3 separate regions of the Mus musculus genome follow, and all the other regions are linked to region 1. The links are chromatin contacts, called in public Hi-C maps. All regions are on one chromosome and are shown on one strand. The core of a region is the stretch at or near the end of the contact, and the rest is flanking DNA. Distances in the headings are between cores, read along the strand shown.

Region 1 (3,329 bases), core at 212-2,711:
ATTTACATTTCAATGTTATCCCCTTTCCTGGCCCATGGCCATGTCAAGGACCCAATGCCTCAGCCTCATGGGAAATGGTCAAAGTCTTCCCCATAGGGGCCAGACTCAGAGATGGCCCAGCCTTCTTCTCATCTAGGCATAAGTGTTTATGGCTGAAAGGCCGATGTGTGCAAATACTACAGCTGCAGTTTATACTTCCTGGAGTTTATAGCCTGAGACTGCTCACCTACATAGACCTCCTAGTGAGAACAGCTAATTTCTGCCTGTGCTACACAGAATTAAAAAACTTAGGTTCTGGGTTGCTGTGTAGTTGGTGCCATTCCATCAGACTCAAATCCCACCTGACCCCAGCTTTTTTGTAAATGTATCTGTGTAAACATATAATTTTTTCTTCATTTCCTCAAAACACCAGTCAACTTTTCAGGGCCAAGGAGAAAATGGCTTCTACTCCTGGCCAGCAAATTTGTGTAAAATAGCAGAGCGCTTTTAGGTAAGCAAAGGTTTTTACTATGTAAACTTTTGTGTTGTTTCCTTGAATCTCAAGAATAAAGAAAATAATTGACATCCAGTATATTTAATGCAAAACCAATCAAAAGCTAATGAGAGCAGTGGATGATAGAGCTGAACTATCTGACTGTGCAGATCCATAGAGAGATGCTGACATCTACCCAGAGATGACTGAAGAGATAAAAAGAAGCAAGACATCTACCTCAGATGAAGCTCGAGGAAGAGTTTTAAAATCTGAGTTGGCCAAGACTTTTCCAGGCAGAGGAGACTGAAAGACAGATTTCCATTATTTGTGCATGGGATGCCTATCTGGCCTGTGGGGTTACTCAGTCCAGTGAACATGGTTCTGCATTAGTAACAGGGCCATAAAGAGCCACAGCCTGTCTCCTACAGATCTAGTACTGGACAAGAAGTTGTCATGTACTTGTGGAGGCAACAAAGATACAGAGGAAGGGTTTCAGATGGAGCTATTGTGCAGTCACCAAGTTTAGAGTCCCTTGTTAGAGTTCTAGTTATTTCCTTTTTTGCAGTCTTGAGGGTTTTTTTTTTGTTGTTGTTGTTGTTTTTGTTTTTTGTTTTTGGGTTTTTTTTTTTTTTGTTTTTGTTTTTGTTTTGAGACAGGGTTTCTCTGTATAGCCCTGGCTGTCCTGGAACTCATTTTGTAGACCAGGCTGGCCTCAAACTCACAAATCCGCCTGCCTCTGCCTCCCAAGTGCTGGGATTAAAGGCGTGCACCACCATGCCCAGCAAGGTTTTTTTATAGTTTGTCTTTGAAACTTATTTCAAAACTTGTGTTGAAGGTGTGAACTCTAAGATAGCCTTTTACAGAGTTGGGGCCCTGAATAGTGACTGGGTTATGAGGGCTCTAATTGGGTTACCTAATAACTCAGTACACAGCCTAGGGGCTATTAGGAGGTGGAGACAGTTTGGAGGAAGTAGACCTTAAGTTGATTTTCTCTGATATTTTTCACAGTAATTAAAAGCTGGCCCCTATAGGGTTGGAAACAGTTCCTTCCATCTTCCTGTTAATACCAATTATTTTGATACACCACAAACCACAACTGTTTTAAAACAGCGTCAAGAGCAGTGAGTCATTTCCAGAAGATTCTAGTCTGCTACCCAAAGCTCTAAGAAGTTTCACTCTCTATGGCAGCTGAAGCCAAACAAAACGTGTTCCTTAAATCATCAGATGTGAACGAGAGAATTACTCCTTGGAGCAGTGGACCACAGAACATAAGCTGTTTAGAAAGCACAGGAAACATTAACCTTATGATAGATCCCTGTCTGTGTTCTTCAGTAACAAAGAGAATTGTCAGTTGGTGGTGATATTTTCAAAGAAGTATTTTCCCCTGAGCAATAGATTTCAAAAATAAATATGAGCAAACAGATGTGCTACCATCCAGACTTTGTTGTTTCGTTTAGGCAGCATAAGGGCATGAGTGATTACAATTCTTGAAGTCTTGAGGTTTGTTGTGGTTTGTCTCTGACACTTCCACGAAGAGCTAGAAGATTGAATTCCAATGTAGCAATGTAGTTGGACTCTTGAATAGTAATCAGATTTTGAGGGTTCTAGCCTCATTAATGGGTTGTTGATTAATCAGTTTGTAGCTTAGAGACTAACAGGAGATGGGAATCTTGAATGTGTTTGGGCTATGATGGTCACCAGTGGGATATAAGCCCTAGGATTGTTCATACTAGAAATGAGCATTGGTTTACATTTCAGTGGCAGATATGTTGGTCCTGTAATCTTATTGAGTTTTTGAGTTTCTGGCAGAAGCTTTAAGGGGCTAAGGCAGTTCCAGCTGAAGTTAGGAAAAAAAAGGGTAAAAAGTAGAAGTGGATTCAGGCATCCTACAGCAACCCAGTGTGTAGAAGACTAAAGCAGGGAGACTCAGGGCCAAGGTCAACCTGTGTGCTTTAGAGATCCTTTCTCAAAAGAAGGTAGAGAAAGATCAGGGTCAGACAAAACTGACCGACAACATCTAGGTTAGCCATTAACAGTGGGAGGTAAAAAGTGAAGGAAAGAGGACAGGACAGGAGTGCCAAGTCTGTCTCTGTGTTGTCATTCCCCTTAGAACACGTTCCAAGTTTGCCCCTGTGCCCTTAGATATTGGTCACAAGTTCATATTCCATCTCTATGGGTCCACGTAAGTGGCTATAGGTACACAGTCCATCTCTGTCATCAACTGTTTGGGCAAAGGTGTAAACTGCCTATCTTGCCCCACATTTCCTTCTCCAGCCACTTGAGTTCCTGTCCTCTAATGAGGACCAAACCTTCATGGTATTCACTTTCTGTGTTGATTTTTGTGGATTTGTTCCACAACCAGAGTATGTAGTTTGGGGGCTGGATGGCCAGTTTTATTACCTGGCATGTCTTTCAGTGTCTAGAAACTGGATAGAGCTCTGTCCTGGTCAATTCCTCACTTAAAAATGTCCTTTCTTTCTTTACTCCTTCATTGTGTTTGGGTCATGCTAGAAGTCCATGTGTCTATAAGACATTCTTATATAAGTGACATGTATTTTTAAAAATCAAATGAAGAAAAGACACAGAAAAAAAATCCTCATGTAGCTACAGCCCAACAACTACATTTGTAGTCAGTTAGGTAATTATAAGTGGTTATTGTCAAGTTCTACTGGAGAGATTTATGCTAATAGCTATTCACTTTATCTCACATAAGACATTAATTTAACAAGTTACATACTCTCTTTTTAGCTCGAACATTAACTAAGGCACACTGGAAAAATAGAACCTAGAAGCAGAATCTAATCAGAAACCTTACTTAAGGTAAGGAAGCGCTCCTGCCTCTGTCTACGATTTCATG
Region 2 (3,329 bases), core at 282-2,781, 100 kb before region 1:
ATCACTGAAGAAATCAAGGAGAAACTTGAAATAATAATACATTCAAGTTGAAATAACAACAAAGCTTCTCAAATAACCAGGACGCAGACGGGGCAGTTCTAAGGGAAATGTTGGAGCTGGGAAGGCCCCCGTTAAAGGTCAGCTCTCAAATAATCTAATGAGTCACTTAAAGGTTCTGGAAAGTTAACAGCAAGCCCAGTCAAAATGAGGTAGATGGTAAGTAATTATAAAGATTAGGGCAGAAAACTGATAACTTAAAAAGATACACAAGCTCAACTAAAATACTTTATTTTTGAAAAGATGAACAAGATTGAAAGATCCCTAGCCACATGAGCCAAAATAAAAAGAGGGCAAAATTTAACAAAATTACAGACAAGGGAGAGGAATTAAAACAAAGTCCAATGTAATCCAAAAGTACCTTTAGGCAATGCTATGAAAACTTTCCGAACAGCTTAATGCATATCATCTGCAAAAATTAAATCAAGAAGATATAAATAACTTAATCAGAACAGTAATAACCAACAAGATTAACTGAGCAAAGGTAGTGTGTTCCCTTGGTATCAAAACCATATAATGGCAGAACATAAAAGAAACCCACAGAACACTAGGCAGAAACCTCTCAGGAAAATACTGGAAACTGAATTCAAGAACTCATTAAGAAGATCATACTTCATGACCAGTGATTATATTTCATGATCCATTTCAAGTGGCCAAGAACCCGGGTCATGCTTATAGAAGAAAATCTACTATTACTGAGCTAACAGAACATAGCAATAAAATGACTCTCAGTGACCTATTGCTATACCCATCGCTTCACTTGACCCTCATCAGAAAAGCTTCTTGAAGCAGATGGGAAATAACACAGAGACCCACAAGTGGCCAATATACAGAGATAAGGATGTGGGTTCATTCAGCTCTAAATGGAATGTCTCCATCTACACCTACAATCTCAGGTCTTAGGATCTATGCAGAAGAGGAGGTAGAAATGTTCTAAGAACCAAGAGTGATAAATGACTCTAAGGGAACAGCATCTTCAGGACACATGGCCTCACAGAGACTGGGACACATGTACAAGTTTGTTATTGTTTTTTTCTTGATTGCTTGCTTGTTTTCTGCAACAATTCTTTTTTCTGGACCTGCGTTATGGCACACGAGAAAGACCAAACCACAACACAGCGCATGCACACTGTATGTCTAACTCTACCATCTTCAGGGTACTTCTGGATGGCATTACATCTACTTTTAAGACTTTTTTTTTTTTTTTTTTTTTTTTTTTTTTTTTGCAGAAAACTGTAGGCTGTGATTGGCTCCTGCAATCAAAAGTCCTTCCCCATTTGTCATCTGTGGAATATGTTGATACCATTGTATAACATATGATTACTGTCCTTCCCTATAAGTACCTAATTCATCAGAAAGTAACTACTGCCAAAGCAGCCTCAAGTTGTACTTGATGCTCCCACCCCAGCCCTGCCACCTATCTAGCACATAAGGAGAGGAAAACTGTTAAGGTCTGTCTTGTGATATAATTAAGCTTCCTTCCTCTCCCCTAGTTTCAGTTTCATTCTGAGCAGTAGGGCTAGAAAGCTTTCCTTCATGTTTAGGAAGAAGACCAACCATTGTGTCAAGGGCAGATCAGGAAGCAACTCTGAATCCCACCCCTGGTCTCTGACCTCTTGTCTTGCACAGGGGCAGCAGAAGCAACAGCAGGTGCATCGGAAAGGCCTCTGCATGGTCATGATCTCTCGGCCCAGGCAGTCAGTGACCCGGAGCACAAAGGGTCGTAGGTTCCGATAGGCATTCCTGGTAAAGTCATCTGTGTCTTCAGTTACGATATAGACCATCTGGTCTATGTTGTTCTTGATGTCATATCTATTATTAGTTTCAAAACGTGTCATCACTAAAAGTTAGAATGAGAAAAGGATCTTAAGTTAGAACCAGCTGAGACAGGCTTCAGACAGCCTTCGTTATTTAATGAAAGAAGATAAAGGAAGGAGAAGAAGGATGAAGAGAAGGAGGACAATGAAAACGATGAAGACGACAATGAAGACGACGACAAAGACGACGAAGGAGACAGAGGAGGAGGAGAAGTAGTAGTTGTAGTACTTGTGGTAGTAGTGGTGATAGTAGTATGATTGGAGCTGAAAGCCAAAAAGATTTTTAAAAATTTCAGGTGAAAAGGTGAAATACAACCATGTGAGCCATTAAGCATTCTCAAAATGTCAAACATTTGCTAGGTTTATGAAATTATTTTCACAGTTTTCCCACATAAAAGTAATAGATAATACAATGTTCCTGAAATATTGGAATCCAGAAAATGTTAATAATAAAACCAGTTTAACGAATCACACATCAGACTATGATTTAATCAGCTCATGAAATGGACAAAATGACTGGAGACATGGTACTTGTGAATACGAAAATAAATTCAGAATGACCAAAGCCAGCTCCTACCTTGAGCACAAGGGACCTGCAGGGAGCTGAGAACCAAGCCACCTGACTATGATCGTCTTTCCAGGGGTCCATAGATGAAAGATCATCAGTGCATGGAATAGCAATAGATAAGACTCTATATAATAATTCACTCTACTGCTTTTATGAATATAAAGTAACAGAGAATAGTCTTCTCTCTCTGAATCACTAGAAAAGGCCATCAACATAAAATGAGGGACTAGGTATGAAGTAATACAAATTTCCATCTGATTAAAATACCTCTAATCAAAACACAATGTGAATCAGGACAAAGTTATACATACGTTCCAGAGGCTCAACATGCTGAAGAACGTGTATGTTGTCCAACTGTGGGGACAGAACAAAAGCAATTAGAAGACAGAAAGACAGAATTATGTGCTTGGGGTTCAGGGGTGTTAAAGAGAGTCTGAGATGTTGAGAGGGAGCCATGGACTGAACATTCTATGATCCTCTCTCTTTGTCTAGTTTTCTCTTCTTATTTTGTTTTTCATTTTTTCTTTTTCTTTTTTCTCCTTTTTTCGAGACATGGTTTCTCTGTATATCCCTGATTGTCCTGGAACTCACTCTGTAGACCAGGCTGGACTCGAATTCAGAAACTTGCCAGTTTCTGCCTCCTAAGTGCTGGGATTGAGGGCGTGCGCCACCATTGCCCAGCTGTTTTTCTTTTCTTTTTTTTTTAAAATATTTTTTATTATTACGTATTTTCCTCAATTACATTTAGAATGCTATCCCAAAAGTCCCCCATACTCTCCCCCACCCCCACTTCCCTACCCACCCATTCCCATTTTTTGGCCCTGGCATTCCCCTGTACTTGGGCATATAAAGTTTGCGTGTCCAATGGGTCTCTCTTTGCAGTGATG
Region 3 (3,329 bases), core at 403-2,902, 73 kb before region 1:
GATTCTGTTTAATTATGTATTATTTAAGGGACATGATATTTTCACCTAAGAAAATAAATTTTATTGGGGTCTCATGTGTAGCATAATTTTAATACTTGGAGTTTCATATTCATATTTTTATCCACAATTCATAGTTTAAATAAATTTGTCATTTTTCTGTTATTTATACTAAAGTGTGTTTTCACTGTACTTTCCTGTAGTTGAGCCTCAAAAGACTTACAAAGTGTGATGCAACTGGAATGCTTATTAACTTTGTTATTGTCCCTAGGCACTTAAATTATGCATAATGTGCCATCTTTGTGTCCTCTGTTCTGGTGATGTCATTGGGCCATACAATGTGACAGTGTGGCTACTTTAAGGGTTACATAATGCCTTGCTTCCTTATTTCCCATAACAAGGAGCTGGAAGGTGGAGGTTGTGTGTTTACTTCTGCAGTAACATCTGTATCCCAGAAGTATCTTGGAAATCAACCTTACTGCATAATGTCTTCATAATATACTTCTGTTACTCTTGCTGGCTCCACTTAAACTACTATAGACAAAATAAAAGCGCAAACATACTGCGGTTCTTAAAAGTGGGTACATCCACACAATATAAGATATAAAATTCTAAGTCCTAAAAGGCTAATATTGTACTCTGTAAAGTAATGGGGGGGGGGGACACAAACAAACAAACAAACAAAAACTTGTCTCTATCTTTTAGCCCCTGCCAGTAAAACCTTGCAAAGTTATCTGAAAACATCTATGCCCAAGGCCCTAGGAGAGACCCACAGAGCTGCAAGGAGGGGACAGGCTCCACTGGTGCAAGAGGGAAAAGTGTGGAGAGGGTCTCCTGGGAAGGGCCTGCACCCTCGAGAGTTCATGTCACCAGGGCCGAATGATGCTCCCATAGAGCCTTCACCCAGCACCCCATTGTCCTATCAAGAGCCGGGGGAAACCAAGCGGACCCCAACACAAGAAACCCCACCCCGCTCCACAAAGCGAAAGTTGCGCAACCACCTGCGGCTGAGCTGCCCCGCCTCCTCCACTGTCACGGAGCCCGCGCCCTCCATCCCGCATCCCCCTAATCTCCCAGGGTCCCCCGCTCCCCGCTGGCCCCTCTCACCGCCCGCAGCTGCAGGCGTCGCCGGCTGAGCTCGCTGTCCTGCCTGGGGGAAGGCGAGAGGCGCCGAGGAGCTGGGACGATCCACGCGGGGCAGCCGGGGGAGCCTTCCCGGGAGGGCTTCCTGCAGGGTGGGGCGCCGGCGTCCTGAACCCTAGCCAAACGCAGGGTAAACAAGTTGTGGGCGCCAGCGAAGCCCGCGGGGTTGAGCTCCGAACCGCTCCTCTGCTGGTGGCGGGAAGCAGCTGGTCTACCAGCCTCACTGCTCGGCTCTCATTCCCATCCCTGGAGGAGACCAGTTTGATCTGGGAGGGAGAGGGACTAGGACTGGGGTGCTGGTGGGGGTAGAAGCAGGCTCAAGATTTCTGACTCTCTAAAGAGGACTTTGGTTACTTGGTTAATTGCTGCTGTCAGGCACACATAGTTTTATCAAATTAAAGTGGTTCGGTCCGGTACAGTTAGCTGAAGGAAGTGGACGAACCAAATGTCCTTTGACCTCACTCAGAACCACAACTGGGCACAGCCTGACCTGAAGAAGCTGCCGAGAACTTGGCCTTGCAGGCTGCGCTCTGGGAGGAGTTTACATGGGGGTGGAGTTCTGGAATTTTCCATTTTCCCTCGCACATGATTTGTCAGAATAGATTTAACAATTAATAATGTTCTGGTCGGTAATATCTGCCAAGAATACTTCTCAAATGAAGAAATACAGCCTTTTATTGAAAGCATGAAACAAACAAACTGACATCAAAGTCTTAGCGAGATGTAATGGTTTGAGTTTGTTAGAGGGACCAAGAAATTGAGCTTGTGAGTGTGAATATCTAGATTGGCCTCATGAGAGATACCAAAAGCATTCAAGATCAAAACATGTCTGTGGAAAGAGAGGCCCATTGGTCTTGCAAATTTTATATGCCTCAGTACAGGGGAACGGCAGGGCCAAGAAGTGGGAGTGGGTGGGGGGATATATGGGGGACTTTTGGGATAGCATTGGAAATGTAAATGAAGAAAATACCTAATTAAAATAAAATTTTAAAAAATCATGTCTGTGAAGCATTGCTTGGAAGACAAATCAAATATATGAGAGCAACCACATAGGCACTCAGGAGCTATGAGCCAACCACATAGGCACTCAGGAGCCATGAGCCACCGCAGAATTCATGGGCTTTTGCATTTCCAGAGCAGGTGTCCAGCCTGAATTCCTGAGGGTTTGGGGGTGGGGGCTGATACACACTTTCTTTATGAATCCCTACTGCAACGTGCCTCTGTCTCTTTGACACTCTTGGGGAGGGAGAGGTGTTTTGTGTTGTGTTTACAACAGTCTTAATGTCAGTAATGGAGCAGTTCAGTAAAATTAAAGTTTCCCCAGGTTCCATTTCCTCAATCCTGTGTTTTTACTGTAATGTTCACAAACGCACAAGCTGTAAAACTATACAGAATATGGCATTTGGGTCAGCCATCAGTTACTTGGGTTTTGACAAAACTTAGATTAAAAAAAAAAAGGCAGCATTTATAGTGTCCCATGTGTGTGATTTCTTTCTTTCTTTGTTTGTTTGGTTTTTTTTTTTTTTTTTTTTTTTTTTTTCGAGACAGGGTTTCTCTGTGTAGCTTTGGCTGTCCTGGAACTCACTCTGTAGACCAGGCTGGCCTGGAACTTAGAAATCTGCCTGCCTCTGCCTCCCGAGTGCTGGCATAAAAGGTATATGCCACCACTGCCCCGTGTGATTTCTTGACTTAACTGGTTTTGCTTGCTTGCTTGCTTGCTTGCTTGCTTGCTTGCTTGCTTGCTTGCTTGCTTGCTTGTATCTGTATTTTTCCGTTCTCTTGAGCCTCTAAGTCTGCTTTTCTTTTCTGGCACAACCTTTGAGATGATTCCACAGCCTTTCTAAAATCTTAGCATATTTTATGCTGTATATTATGTTGACTTTTAAAACAGATACTTACACACACAAAGTAAAGGGTTACATTGTGACATCTTCTTACATATGTGTCAATATACTTGGTTGTTATCCAAGCTTCTTCCCACTACACTTTCCCATTCCTTTTCCCCATTCCCCATACCCTCTGCCTTCTCTCTTCTTGTGGTCCCCTTTGTCCTCAAGAGCCACCCCACTCTCAGCCCCTTCCTGGTTTCATGTTCTATTCCATTTATATTCTATTCACCTCTCTTTCTATGAGTTTCTTTTCTTGTTGCTATGATAAAGTATTCTGGCAAATGCTAGTTAAAGGAGAAA

The links. Hi-C and Micro-C count contacts between places; a contact is called where the count stands out from the background.
Region 2: a Hi-C map of the 63-12 cell line shows a contact between it and region 1, with 2.4 times the contacts expected there. The contact joins two enhancer-like sites. A contact is called at or near these places in 1 of 15 datasets of contacts at CTCF or cohesin (CD8 T cells), 13 of 484 Hi-C or Micro-C datasets (the 63-12 cell line, the AML12 cell line, the C10 cell line and 10 more) and 1 of 115 datasets of contacts at active chromatin or transcription factors (CD8 T cells).
Region 3: a contact with region 1 is called in a Hi-C map of natural killer cells, with 3 times the contacts expected there. The contact joins the promoter of Plscr4 here to the enhancer-like site in region 1. A contact is called at or near these places in 7 of 39 promoter capture datasets (the 3T3-L1 cell line, 3T3-L1-derived adipocytes, the C10 cell line and 2 more), 2 of 15 datasets of contacts at CTCF or cohesin (the NIH/3T3 cell line and pro-B cells), 5 of 484 Hi-C or Micro-C datasets (natural killer cells, pancreatic cancer cells, uterus and 1 more), 3 of 115 datasets of contacts at active chromatin or transcription factors (the 230-238 cell line, effector CD8 T cells and embryonic stem cells) and 1 of 9 other capture datasets (liver).

Annotation. Positions count from the first base shown.
Region 1 is chr9:92,382,868-92,386,196 of GRCm38.p6, reverse strand. No RefSeq gene overlaps it. Among named protein-coding and RNA genes, the nearest start is that of Plscr4, 73 kb to the left of the region's middle. Within about 2 kb of position 1,461, at least 64 of the 459 cell types and tissues checked have an H3K27ac peak or open chromatin away from gene starts, as enhancers often do. A contact at or near this core is called in the 230-238 cell line, the 63-12 cell line, the HPC-7 cell line and 4 more, where this site is marked.
Region 2 is chr9:92,483,288-92,486,616 of GRCm38.p6, reverse strand. It overlaps Plscr4 (phospholipid scramblase 4), which reads right to left. Exons shown (of 9, transcript NM_178711.3): 5 at 2,754-2,796; 6 at 1,671-1,897. Among named protein-coding and RNA genes, the nearest start is that of Plscr4, 28 kb to the right of the region's middle. Within about 2 kb of position 1,531, at least 11 of the 459 cell types and tissues checked have an H3K27ac peak or open chromatin away from gene starts, as enhancers often do. A contact at or near this core is called in the 63-12 cell line and the HPC-7 cell line, where this site is marked.
Region 3 is chr9:92,455,701-92,459,029 of GRCm38.p6, reverse strand. It overlaps Plscr4 (phospholipid scramblase 4), which reads right to left and starts at 1,652. Exons shown (of 9, transcript NM_178711.3): 1 at 1,105-1,652.